2 separate regions of the Mus musculus genome follow, and region 1 is linked to region 2. The links are chromatin contacts, called in public HiChIP or PLAC-seq maps. All regions are on one chromosome and are shown on one strand. The core of a region is the stretch at or near the end of the contact, and the rest is flanking DNA. Distances in the headings are between cores, read along the strand shown. Region 1 overlaps Pxdn (peroxidasin). Region 2 overlaps Myt1l (myelin transcription factor 1-like).

What was found. HiChIP or PLAC-seq counts read pairs in DNA pulled down with a chosen protein or histone mark.
Region 1: a contact with region 2 is called in an H3K27ac HiChIP or PLAC-seq map of embryonic fibroblasts, with 11 read pairs. The contact joins two enhancer-like sites. A contact is called at or near these places in 2 of 484 Hi-C or Micro-C datasets (cerebellum and embryonic fibroblasts), 1 of 115 datasets of contacts at active chromatin or transcription factors (embryonic fibroblasts) and 2 of 9 other capture datasets (adipose tissue and liver).

The regions. Positions count from the first base shown.
Region 1 is chr12:29,999,843-30,005,108 of GRCm38.p6, forward strand. It overlaps Pxdn (peroxidasin), which reads left to right. Exons shown (of 23, transcript NM_181395.2): 16 at 50-207; 17 at 2,079-3,582. Among named protein-coding and RNA genes, the nearest start is that of Gm15691, 57 kb to the right of the region's middle. Within about 2 kb of position 3,964, at least 82 of the 459 cell types and tissues checked have an H3K27ac peak or open chromatin away from gene starts, as enhancers often do. A contact at or near this core is called in embryonic fibroblasts, where this site is marked.
Region 2 is chr12:29,903,962-29,909,414 of GRCm38.p6, forward strand. All of the region lies in intron 21 of Myt1l (myelin transcription factor 1-like), which reads left to right. Among named protein-coding and RNA genes, the nearest start is that of Gm46346, 8.6 kb to the right of the region's middle. Within about 2 kb of position 3,275, at least 46 of the 459 cell types and tissues checked have an H3K27ac peak or open chromatin away from gene starts, as enhancers often do. A contact at or near this core is called in embryonic fibroblasts, where this site is marked.

The DNA of each region.
Region 1 (5,266 bases), core at 2,714-5,213, 97 kb after region 2:
TCCCCAGTGATTTATCTCATTGATTCTCTCCCTCCCTCCCTCCTGCCAGCCGTCCTCGTTCTCCAAATGACCTGCTCGCTCTGTTCCGGTACCCACGGGATCCATACACAGTGGGACAAGCCAGGGCAGGAGAGATATTCGAGCGGACCCTGCAGCTGATCCAGGAGCATGTTCAGCATGGCTTGATGGTGGACTTGAATGGAACAAGTAAGTACCATGTTCTTCCATCCTCTGACTTGAGTGCAAGGTAGCAGACACTCTCTGCTGCATGTGCATCATGTAAGAGGCTCTGGCTATGCCTGCACTAGTATCTGAGCCCACTTTCTCTTGAGCTTATGTAGGTCCTGGTGTCTCTTTGGGCCCCTATCCAGGGGCCTCGGACTGCCCTTTAGCTCCAGGAGACCCCCAGGCCTTTTGGGCCAGCAGCATGCCTCTACTAGGTGTCCATGACCTTCCTAAAGTCATCAAAACAGCCACATAATGATCCCAGGATCAAGGATCCTCATGCTCAGAGCTCAGTTTTATTAAATGCTGCCTGAAGACACTGGCCCGGCCAAGGCCTTCCCCTTCCTCATTCTCTCTCCCCTGCAGAGTGTTCTGGGCTTCAGACAAGCCAGCTGTGCATGCAGACACCTATGCACACGCATTTGTGAATACCAGGACTTTGAACAATGTAGGACCTGATTAGCTAGGCTGATTGATCTGTGCCTATTTGGGCCTTGCTGTGTGTCCTCCCTACAGATTGTCCTTCCTGCATGTCTAGTTCTTGTGTGCCAGAGATGAAAGGAAAGCTTCCTGGGCTAATCTTGGGTAGCTGATGTTTCCAAAACAATCATGGAATTTTTTTTTTTTTTGGTATGGATATTTTACAGGTCATCCTCTGTAAGAAGGGGCTCTTTTACAGCCTTTAAAATGTGTAGACTGGGTCTCCGGAGCCAGACATAGGCTAGAGATACTTTAATGAAAAGTTGCAGGGCTGGCTCTGATCAGCAGAGAGAGCAAGCAAGAGAGAGACAGAGACAGAGACAGAGAGACAGAGAGAAAGAGACAGAGAATACACATGGATATTGGTCTCATGTACCTGGATATATGCACATGTGAATGTGATTGTGCCCACGTGTGAGCAAGTTATCTTGCATATTTTACATAGAAGCATGTCATATGGTTATGCAGGCAGGATTGTGTATGTTTATGAGGGTTAAACTGTGAGTGTGTATACATGAGTCTCAGTGAGTGAGCTTGTCCTCAGATATTTGTGCTTGTCTGAAGACTGGAACACTCTGTAATGGAGGGATAGAGAGGAAGGGGGAGGCCTTGGCTATGCCAATGTCTTCAGGCAGCATTTGATGAAACAGCTCTGAGCGTGGGGTCCAGAGGTGTTTATGTACCTGGTTTTGATGGCTTTAGGAAGGTCATAGAGAACTTTTAGAGTCATGCTGCTGACCAACAAGACCTGGGGTTTTCCTGTAGCTGATGGGTCGTCTAAGGCTTCTGAGCAGGAAGGCAACCTAGTGGGAATCTGCCCCTGGCTGGCCAGGTGGATGGGTGTGTCTTATGGTGGATTTTGTGAGAAGCAAGACCAGTGTCATGAGCAGTGTCCTGGGTTGATGACAGAGGAAAGGAGAGGGTGGCAGGAGTCTGAGGCCCCTGTAAGTGTCTGACTCATACTTGCAGGTGGCTATAGGATGGACTCTGAAGACAGGTGCTTTGGTATATTTAGTCACTATAGTGAACATTGATGGGCATAGGGAAGCTCTTCCACAAGGAGAGGACCTAGGGCTGGTGTGGAGGTGCTTCTCTGCCTGTTCCATGGAACAATATGAGGTAGGCTGAAGGCCCTCAGTTTTGGACCTCTGAATGTGCTGGGTTTCTTGAGGAATCACTTTATTAGAGCTAGTCGTGTAAAACCATAGACCTGATGGAAAGGCGTCAAGACTGTCAGCAAACAGTGAGCTGAGCAGGAAGGGAATACTCCACCCAATCAGCAGCCAGAGCATCTGCAGGCACCAGCGGAGACTCTGAAGGCAGTGGTCTGCACCATGGCTGGTAGAAGCCAATACTTCTCTACTGTGTTGCAGGTTACCACTACAATGATCTGGTGTCCCCGCAGTACCTGAGCCTCATCGCCAACCTGTCAGGCTGCACTGCACACCGCCGCGTGAACAACTGCTCAGACATGTGCTTCCACCAGAAGTATAGGACGCACGATGGCACGTGCAACAATCTACAGCACCCGATGTGGGGTGCCTCACTGACCGCCTTTGAGCGCCTGTTGAAGGCTGTGTATGAGAATGGGTTCAACACACCCCGGGGCATTAATTCCCAGCGTCAGTACAATGGGCATGTACTACCCATGCCCCGCCTGGTGTCCACCACACTGATTGGGACAGAGGTGATCACCCCCGATGAGCAGTTTACACACATGCTGATGCAATGGGGCCAGTTCCTTGACCATGACCTAGACTCTACAGTGGTAGCCCTGAGCCAGGCCCGCTTCTCTGACGGCCAGCATTGCAGCTCTGTGTGCAGCAATGACCCTCCCTGTTTCTCGGTCATGATCCCCCCCAATGATCCCCGGGTGCGGAGTGGCGCCCGATGCATGTTCTTCGTGCGATCGAGCCCCGTGTGTGGCAGCGGCATGACGTCCCTGCTCATGAACTCTGTGTACCCTCGAGAGCAGATCAACCAGCTCACCTCCTACATCGATGCCTCCAATGTGTACGGCAGCACAGACCACGAAGCCCGCAGCATCCGGGACCTGGCCAGCCACCGTGGCCTGCTGCGTCAGGGCATTGTGCAGAGGTCTGGCAAGCCCCTGCTTCCCTTTGCCACCGGGCCACCCACTGAGTGCATGCGCGATGAGAACGAGAGCCCGATACCATGCTTTCTGGCCGGCGACCACCGTGCCAACGAGCAGCTTGGCCTGACCAGCATGCATACGCTGTGGTTCCGGGAGCACAACCGCATTGCAGCAGAGCTGTTGAAGCTAAACCCGCACTGGGATGGGGACACTGTCTACCATGAGACCCGCAAGATAGTCGGGGCAGAGATACAGCACATCACCTACCGGCACTGGCTGCCCAAGATCCTGGGGGAGGTGGGCATGAAGATGCTCGGTGAGTACCGGGGCTACGACCCCAGTGTCAATGCTGGCATCTTTAATGCCTTTGCCACTGCAGCCTTCAGGTTCGGTCACACTCTGATCAACCCTCTGCTCTACCGGCTGGATGAGAACTTTGAGCCCATCCCTCAGGGCCATGTGCCCCTCCACAAAGCCTTCTTCTCGCCCTTCCGGATTGTCAACGAGGGGGGCATCGACCCACTTCTCCGAGGGCTGTTTGGAGTGGCAGGGAAGATGCGCATTCCCTCTCAATTGCTGAACACAGAGCTCACGGAGAGGCTGTTCTCCATGGCCCACACAGTGGCCCTGGACCTGGCTGCCATCAATATCCAGCGAGGCCGGGACCATGGCATCCCACCCTACCATGACTACAGAGTCTACTGCAACTTGTCGGCTGCTTACACCTTTGAGGACCTGAAAAATGAGATCAAGAGCCCTGTGATCCGGGAGAAACTGCAGAGGTGGGTATTGGTAAACTGAGGCACCTTGATAGGTATGTAGATGTCAAGAGACCTTGGCTGTGAACTGTGATGTCACCGTCTCTAGGTTCAAGCTTCAGTGGTGAGAGAAATCTGTGGTGACTGAGATTGGACAGCCTGTGGTCTGCTGGCCAAGATGCTACATACAGAGCCAGCCTAGGGTTGGGGTAGTCGTGTTTGCCCACCTCTTTGTGCTCAGGAGGTAGACTTTGTAAACTGTAAGGAGTTTTCTGTTGAGATAGCAGTTATACTTTCCTAGCTGGGACAGTAAAGTCACATGGCAAATGGGCCTCAGACTGGCCAGCCTCCTGGGCCTGGCTCTCCACCTATAGTGTGACTCATGCATGAGTGGCTATTGCTCATACAAGAGGAGAGCTGGCCTGGGAGCTGAATAACAGATGTGGAAGTTTCATGGGAGATGAATAACCCACCACTCAGAGGATAGAACTGGTCTGCTCGGGATTTGGTTATCTCATCTAGGGCCAGGCTTCTTCGGACCTTCTGCCTCCTAGGGGCTGTTCAGACCTGAGGCGTGCAGGAAGGTCTCCCTTGTGAGATACTGCAGTTTCTGAATGACAGCTGCCTCCCTGTGCTCCAGTGCACTTACATAATGGGATTTGATTATTGGCGAGGGAAGCACGCGAGTTCTCCACGGGGACAATATATCTTTTTGTCACCGTTATGCTTAATTGGGATTTATGCTCACTGACTACTTCATGGGGCATCATGTCCCCATCCAGATGGCCACGGATGGCTTTCCCAGTTCATTTTTGCTTTTGCTTGCCAAAATATTTCAGAACTTCTTGGTTTCTGGTAATCTTGCCACTGCTGCTGCTGGAGATGGTGGGCCTGGACCAGCTGTAAGGGGAGAGACCTTGGCAAAGACACGACGCATGCACGCGCACGTACACACATACACACATACACTAGTCATTTATTCTTTCTGTGAACTAATTACAAAGAGGAAAAAATGAGATGTGACTGGGAGGAGAGCTGAATGGCCATGAAAGCCTGGGCTGCCAGGATTTTCAGCAGGCCTTGGGGAACGCAGCTGTCGTCTACTGTCCTGGCAGCCTGTTGAAGTTTTACATTTCAGGGCAGCCTGGAGATGAAGACGTGGGCTGAATCTGGGCTTCTCTCCCTGGTGGGGTCCACAGGCTACCCCCCCTCCGGGGGGGAGGCTCTGTAGTGCCATGGAGAGCATCCCCAGCAGACCTGAAACATATCCTTCAGCCTTCTGCTACCCCTTTACAGACGGGAGGGCAAAGAGCAGGCATCCTGAGGTGACACTGTCATCTGGTGCCCGCGCAGCAAAGCCAGCAGCCCTCTCTGTCCTCATGGCAGGTGACTTCCAGTAAGGCCTGGGAGGCTTAAGGCCAGGGTGCTTGTCCCTGAATGTCAGTGACCACAGTTTGTGCTTGGACAAGCTAGATGGCAGCTTGATGAGAGTAGATTTGATGGAAGAGGAATGTTTGTCATGTTGGGAGATGAATGTATGTCTTTTCCGATAGATTATAGGGTGCTCCACTGTCGCTCCAAGCCTGGTGGGGAATGGAGGGTTGGGCGTAGGGGTTGGAAGATGTTATTTCAGACTCCAGCACAGTCTCTTGCAGCAATTGGAACCAAGACTACCTGGTGCCTTGTAAGCTCTTAGAAAATTGCACAA
Region 2 (5,453 bases), core at 2,025-4,524:
TGTTCAGGTAGTACCCGACTAAGTTGATGAGTCACTCCCCCTTAAAAGGGACCAGCTCTGTCAGTCAAGATTGGAGATACACAAGCACTTGGACAGTGTAGGAAGTTACAGGTACACATTGCCCAGCAGAAAGTTTTATGTATCACCTCTATTGAGAATCCTGGTGACACTCCAAAGACTGATACACACTTGTTCTCACTGGATCTCATGATAACCCTAACATGGCTGATTCTCATAGTGAACCTGCAAAACACAGTGAAGAAAGAGAACACGTCCCACCCACAGACACTGGCACATGTAAAGATGAGACAAGTTCAGGCTCAGCCTCCTGTTGAGCAGCTGAGCTGGGGATGTGGAAATAAGAAATGGAAGAAGAAGGAAAACAAGAACACATGCTGACATTCTCCCACACCCACATGCCTCGGAGGGTGTTGAGGTAAAGGCCAGCTGAAACTCTACCAGGGCAGGTGGGCTCTTGAAGGCTGGGCCACGTGCTTCCTGCACCCTTGCAAAACGAGAGCAGAGAACTTTGGGAACAAGTGCTCTGTAGGCTGCAGACAGGCAATTTCTACAGAAAGCAGGTCCAAGAGTTACAGTGGAGAGGCCCTACCTCCTTCTTGGCCTCAGATTCCAGCTGACCACTCCTATGAATCTGCAGTCTGCCAAGTCCAGTTCTCAGGAAAAGGAGCCTGGCTCCCCACTAGAGCCAGCAGCCAGGCAAAAAATGCTGATGGTCACTGGCACCTATTAGAGGTAACCAGAGCCAAGCACCACAGCCAGTTAAGGAGAGTGCTCCAGTTCTTGACAGAAGCTGAAGCAAACCAACCCAGAAAGGAGAGGGGAATAGAAAACAAATAAACCAACCACACAACACCCAGAAATACCATGGAAGCAAGAGAAATCTTGTTAAGCTTATCATTTGTCATCAGGCAGGAAAGATGGAAAGGGTATTAAAGTCTATTATATTTATAACCCAAGGGGACAGAGAGTAGATTTATCTTTAAGACCTAAGTACAAAGGAAGGATTACGTGTAAAGTTAAGATGCCAAATTGAAGGCATAAATTGTAAAGAGATAACAAAATGGCATAACTATATTTCAGAAGAATGAATGGTTCCAGAGCGTTAGTAAAAACCACTAAAGAGTTCCTGGGGAAGGGACTATAAAAAAACCAGAAATCTGAGAAAATGAAAGAAAGAATATTACCAAAGAAAGCAAGCAAAAAAAGTTCACAGGGTGGAGATCCTGAGCATGTCAAGGGAAGACCTTGTTGAGAAACCAGGAAGTGACTAAAGCTCCCTCATGCTTTCTCCGAGAAATCCTCCCCTAGGAGATACGGATGGGACCCAGGCAAGAAAGGGTTCCTGCACCTGTGATGGGAAGCTTGGTACAGTCATCCAGGCTACTGACCCTGCAGCCTCAGGCTAAGTTCTCTCCCTGGGAACCTGTCTTTTCTCAAAGTCTGCCAGCAAACTTGTCCCTCACCTCTGCTGAAATCAACAGAGGTAGATATTGGTCACTCTAGATATCCTCACAATGACACATAGTGTTAGATTAAACAATAAACCATTAGAAATTGCAACCTTTCCAAGCTGAAATCCAGGAAGAGGGGAGGGCGGAGGGGAGGGGAGGGGAGGGGAGGAGAGGAAGGCCTGGGAAATTAGAAACAGTGGAGTGTCTGTTTCTGAAGCCTCGGGAATTCTCTCCTGTACCCACTGAACGACCCCAGCCCTGTTGTCCCCCAAGCCTGCTCCCCTGTACCTGCAACCACTGCTCTCTAGGCCTCTTCCATAGCCCTTCCAGGTGCTCTCCTTGATAGTGGCAGCTTTACAAGCATCAGAGCACTGTCCTCAACTCCAGTGCCCTCAGCGGATAACTCATGTCTCCAGCCATCAGCCTCTGCCTATCACTCTAATACTGGCCATACCCAAACTCAAGACTACCCAGTTCCACCTCCTCTATACCTGCCCTTACTCAGCAATTAAATACTATAAGACCAATAGCTGCCAGAGTTTCTATCTCTGTTTGAACAAAGGTGTTAGATCCCAAGTGAGGGAGACAGTGGTCAGCCACGTCTGGAGTCCAGATCTTCTAGGAACCCTGCCAAAATCATCTCTCACTCAGGGAGCATGTGGACAGCTACAGAGGACAGAGGACTCAAGCTGGTGCTCAGCACGTGCTGGAGCACAGCATCTTGGACGGGCTGTCAGCCACTACTGCTGCTCTCTATAGGGCCTCCTTTTGTCCGGAGAGTGCTGTTTCACTCAGAACCGCTCCATGGTCTGCTACTGTCAGGTGAATAGATGGGGATGTGAAATTCGACAACCATACCAGACTTTTTTCTTAAGACTGGGCATCTCTGTAGCCCAGGCTGATCTTGAGGCCTGCTTCATGTGTGACTATGCCCAACTCCTAGCAAGGTTCTAGACACTCTGATGGTGTTTCTATGATCACTGTTGCTCAGTAACTCCACCAGTGACCTCTTAGATGAACACCAGTCTCTTTAGTGTCCCCAAGTTTTGGAAGGAGTATTTGTTTATGAGACTGAGGAGGCTGGCAGGGTTTCCATAGACTGAAAAGGCTAAGCCACTTAGGGAGCAAGAACCTGCATCTGGGTGGATGATCACACAGCAATGTTATATAACATGCAAAATGGTAAAGGCTCGTGGAAGAGAGATGTCTCACACAGACAATGGATGCTGGCCCCATCTCTGGAAGCCTCTAGAAGTCTGAATCTAGGAAAACCTGGTTTTGCTGAGCAAACCCTCGTCTTGCATGTTTCCCTGGGCTTTCTTCCAGATCTCGTGTTTGCTCCTCATGATCATGTCCTGCCCACTTTCATCATACACACCCTTGGAAGTTTAGCTCTCCATGTGCAGCTGAAGGTTCTCCAGGAAACTAATGGCCTGATAAAGACTGGGGACCTTCTTTCCCCCTTGTGCAGCCACTGAAATCCTTGCTGTGTCCTTAAATGATGTCTGGTGCCAGATGTGTGGGACCGCGGGCAAGGAGGAATGGGGAAATGGGCATTGAGTATGGGTTCCCCAGAATTTCTCAATACTGAAACTACAAATCAAAGCCCAGAAGCCACCTGTCTTTACTAGAAAGAGCTTCCACAGCAGACTGTGTGAGCTCCTTTGCTTGGAACTTACCTTCTGTGGCATGGAGGCTGCCTATGTGTTCCTTCCCTGAAGCTGATGGGTATGGATCCCTCAGTATCTCAAGGTCAGTCTGGCCCACTGCTAGGCAAAGAGGAGACTGAGCGAGTAACCAGCAGATGGCAGCATGTCTGCAAGGAATCAGTCACTACCCAGAGGTCTGAGCTAAGATCAGGGCTCAATTCCAAGTTTGACCCATAAGGAGTTGCACTCATAGGTTTGGAATGACAGGAACTGAATGAGCTATTTGAGCAGGATGCAGCATTCTTTGGGTCTATTTCCTGATACAGTTTCCCAAACTCCCACCCAGGCTTCACCTCCTTAAGTAACGCTGTTATTTACCCTTCCCGTCAGGTGGATTTATTCACTGAAGACAGAGAAGCAACATAAAATTGTTATTTCTAGGACTTCTGCTCAGTTCAATGTGAGACGGCAGTTTTTATTTGCCTTTTGTTTCCCCTTACAACTGTACAAAGGAAGAGTTTTGGAATTCTGGGCAGTGAATACCTGAGACCTAGACTGAGGCCGTGTAGCCCAGAATGCATCTGGCTTTCTCCTAAGAACTACAAAGAGTTAAGAAGGCTGGAGCTCTACTTCAGGGGTCCTTGAACCAGCTGCTGATAGACAGAGCCGCTGGGCAGCACTTAATATCTGTTGTGGTGAAGCAGTGTAGGTCAGACCCGGGAACTCACTAGAAAGGGGTTCTATAATCCTCATCGGAGAGAAAACAGGTAAAACTGGAGACATTCTCATGAGTGGAATCCAGATCAGACATTATGAAAGCACAATCTTGAGGGAGAAATGTCATCTGGTGTCATTTTTCCCCATCATTGACTACATGCAATTTTACCAAAGTCTGCAAAAGCACTCTTGAGATCCCTGGTGTGGTGTGCTCTTGGTCTAGAAAGAGCCTGAGATGCATAGGTGTGATGTCTGGGGATGTGATCCCTGAGCTGCAGGTATTCTTGGGTTGAGAGCAGCAACCTGAGCTGGGTGGAGACTGTGCTGGCTGGAGGCTTCCTGAAGCACATGCTTCTATTTAATAGATAATGAGGTGAGAAAAGTTGGGTGCTCAATACACAGTGCTGGAGCAGAAATATAAGACCTGAGAGTATCATGGGTAAATGAAGAAATGCAGAGCGGAGACACCAGTGTGCAGACCTTAAGCTGACAGTGTGGACATTTAGGAACCATGGGTCTTGAGCTGAAGAAGTGATCTGGGGTCCCAGAAGCATTGCACAGGATGTGTATGGTTTGTTGGATTCAGCCCAAGTAAAGCCCTGCAGCTCCATTAAGGGACGGACACATGGGCCCCAGGGATGGTGACTGTGAAAAACAACATGTAGCTTAGGATCCTTCCTGTGGCAACAGCCCGGGTACAATGTGAGGAAGGGCGGCAGGCCTCTGGAACCCAGTCCTCCACATTCTGAAGCTCTCTGCCCAACTTCCCCACCTCTGAAAATCTGCCGCAAGAGTGGCCAGAGGCTTTCCTGGGAAAGGAATAGTGGCCATATTTTGGGGGATGCATTCTCTGTGGGGCTGGGCCAGGCCTGAGGCTGGAGCAAAGTGCTGTTCTGGGAAGCCCAGATCTGGGAATGTATGCAGGAGGCTCAACCAGCTCCCCATGCCCACAGTCATGCCCAACTTGCCCTGGGAATGGAGGTGAGTCCAGGTATACCCTCTTCGGAAAACAGCAGTCCAGAAGCTCCCATTTCAGTTACCTGACTAGCACAGGCAACTGAGCAATGTGCAGAAGCTCCTGCAGTCATTACATGTGATACCCAGTCCTAACCTGACCTCAGCTCTCCATTCACGAGTAAACTAGTCCAGATCTATACAACACATGCCCCTTGCTGGATCCTAGCTGACAGCTAACAGAGATCCTACAGACCATACTATGGCAGAGGACTCTTGTCCCTGGGATATTATGCATATTACATTGGCACACCAAATATTACATGTATATTGTGAGCAAAGCTGTAAACAACACCCTACCCCAGCAATTCGGCTCATGTCTGAGCTCAGCATGATTATATACAGAAATGATGCTGATAATGTGAATTTGAGCAAGAAGCTACTACAGAGCCTGGCTGTAGGAGACTTCTGTTATTTCAGAGTGAGATCCTTCTAATTGTACAAAGAAAATCTGACGGTAAAGCAGTTGTGGCATCCCATGACAATGGCCTCACTATCTCATGTTTGCACAAGTACAACATGGTACACTTGCTTGTACAGATCACCTCTGTTGCATTTAGCAAAGCATACGAAGGGGCCATGGGAATAGGACTGTCTGTTC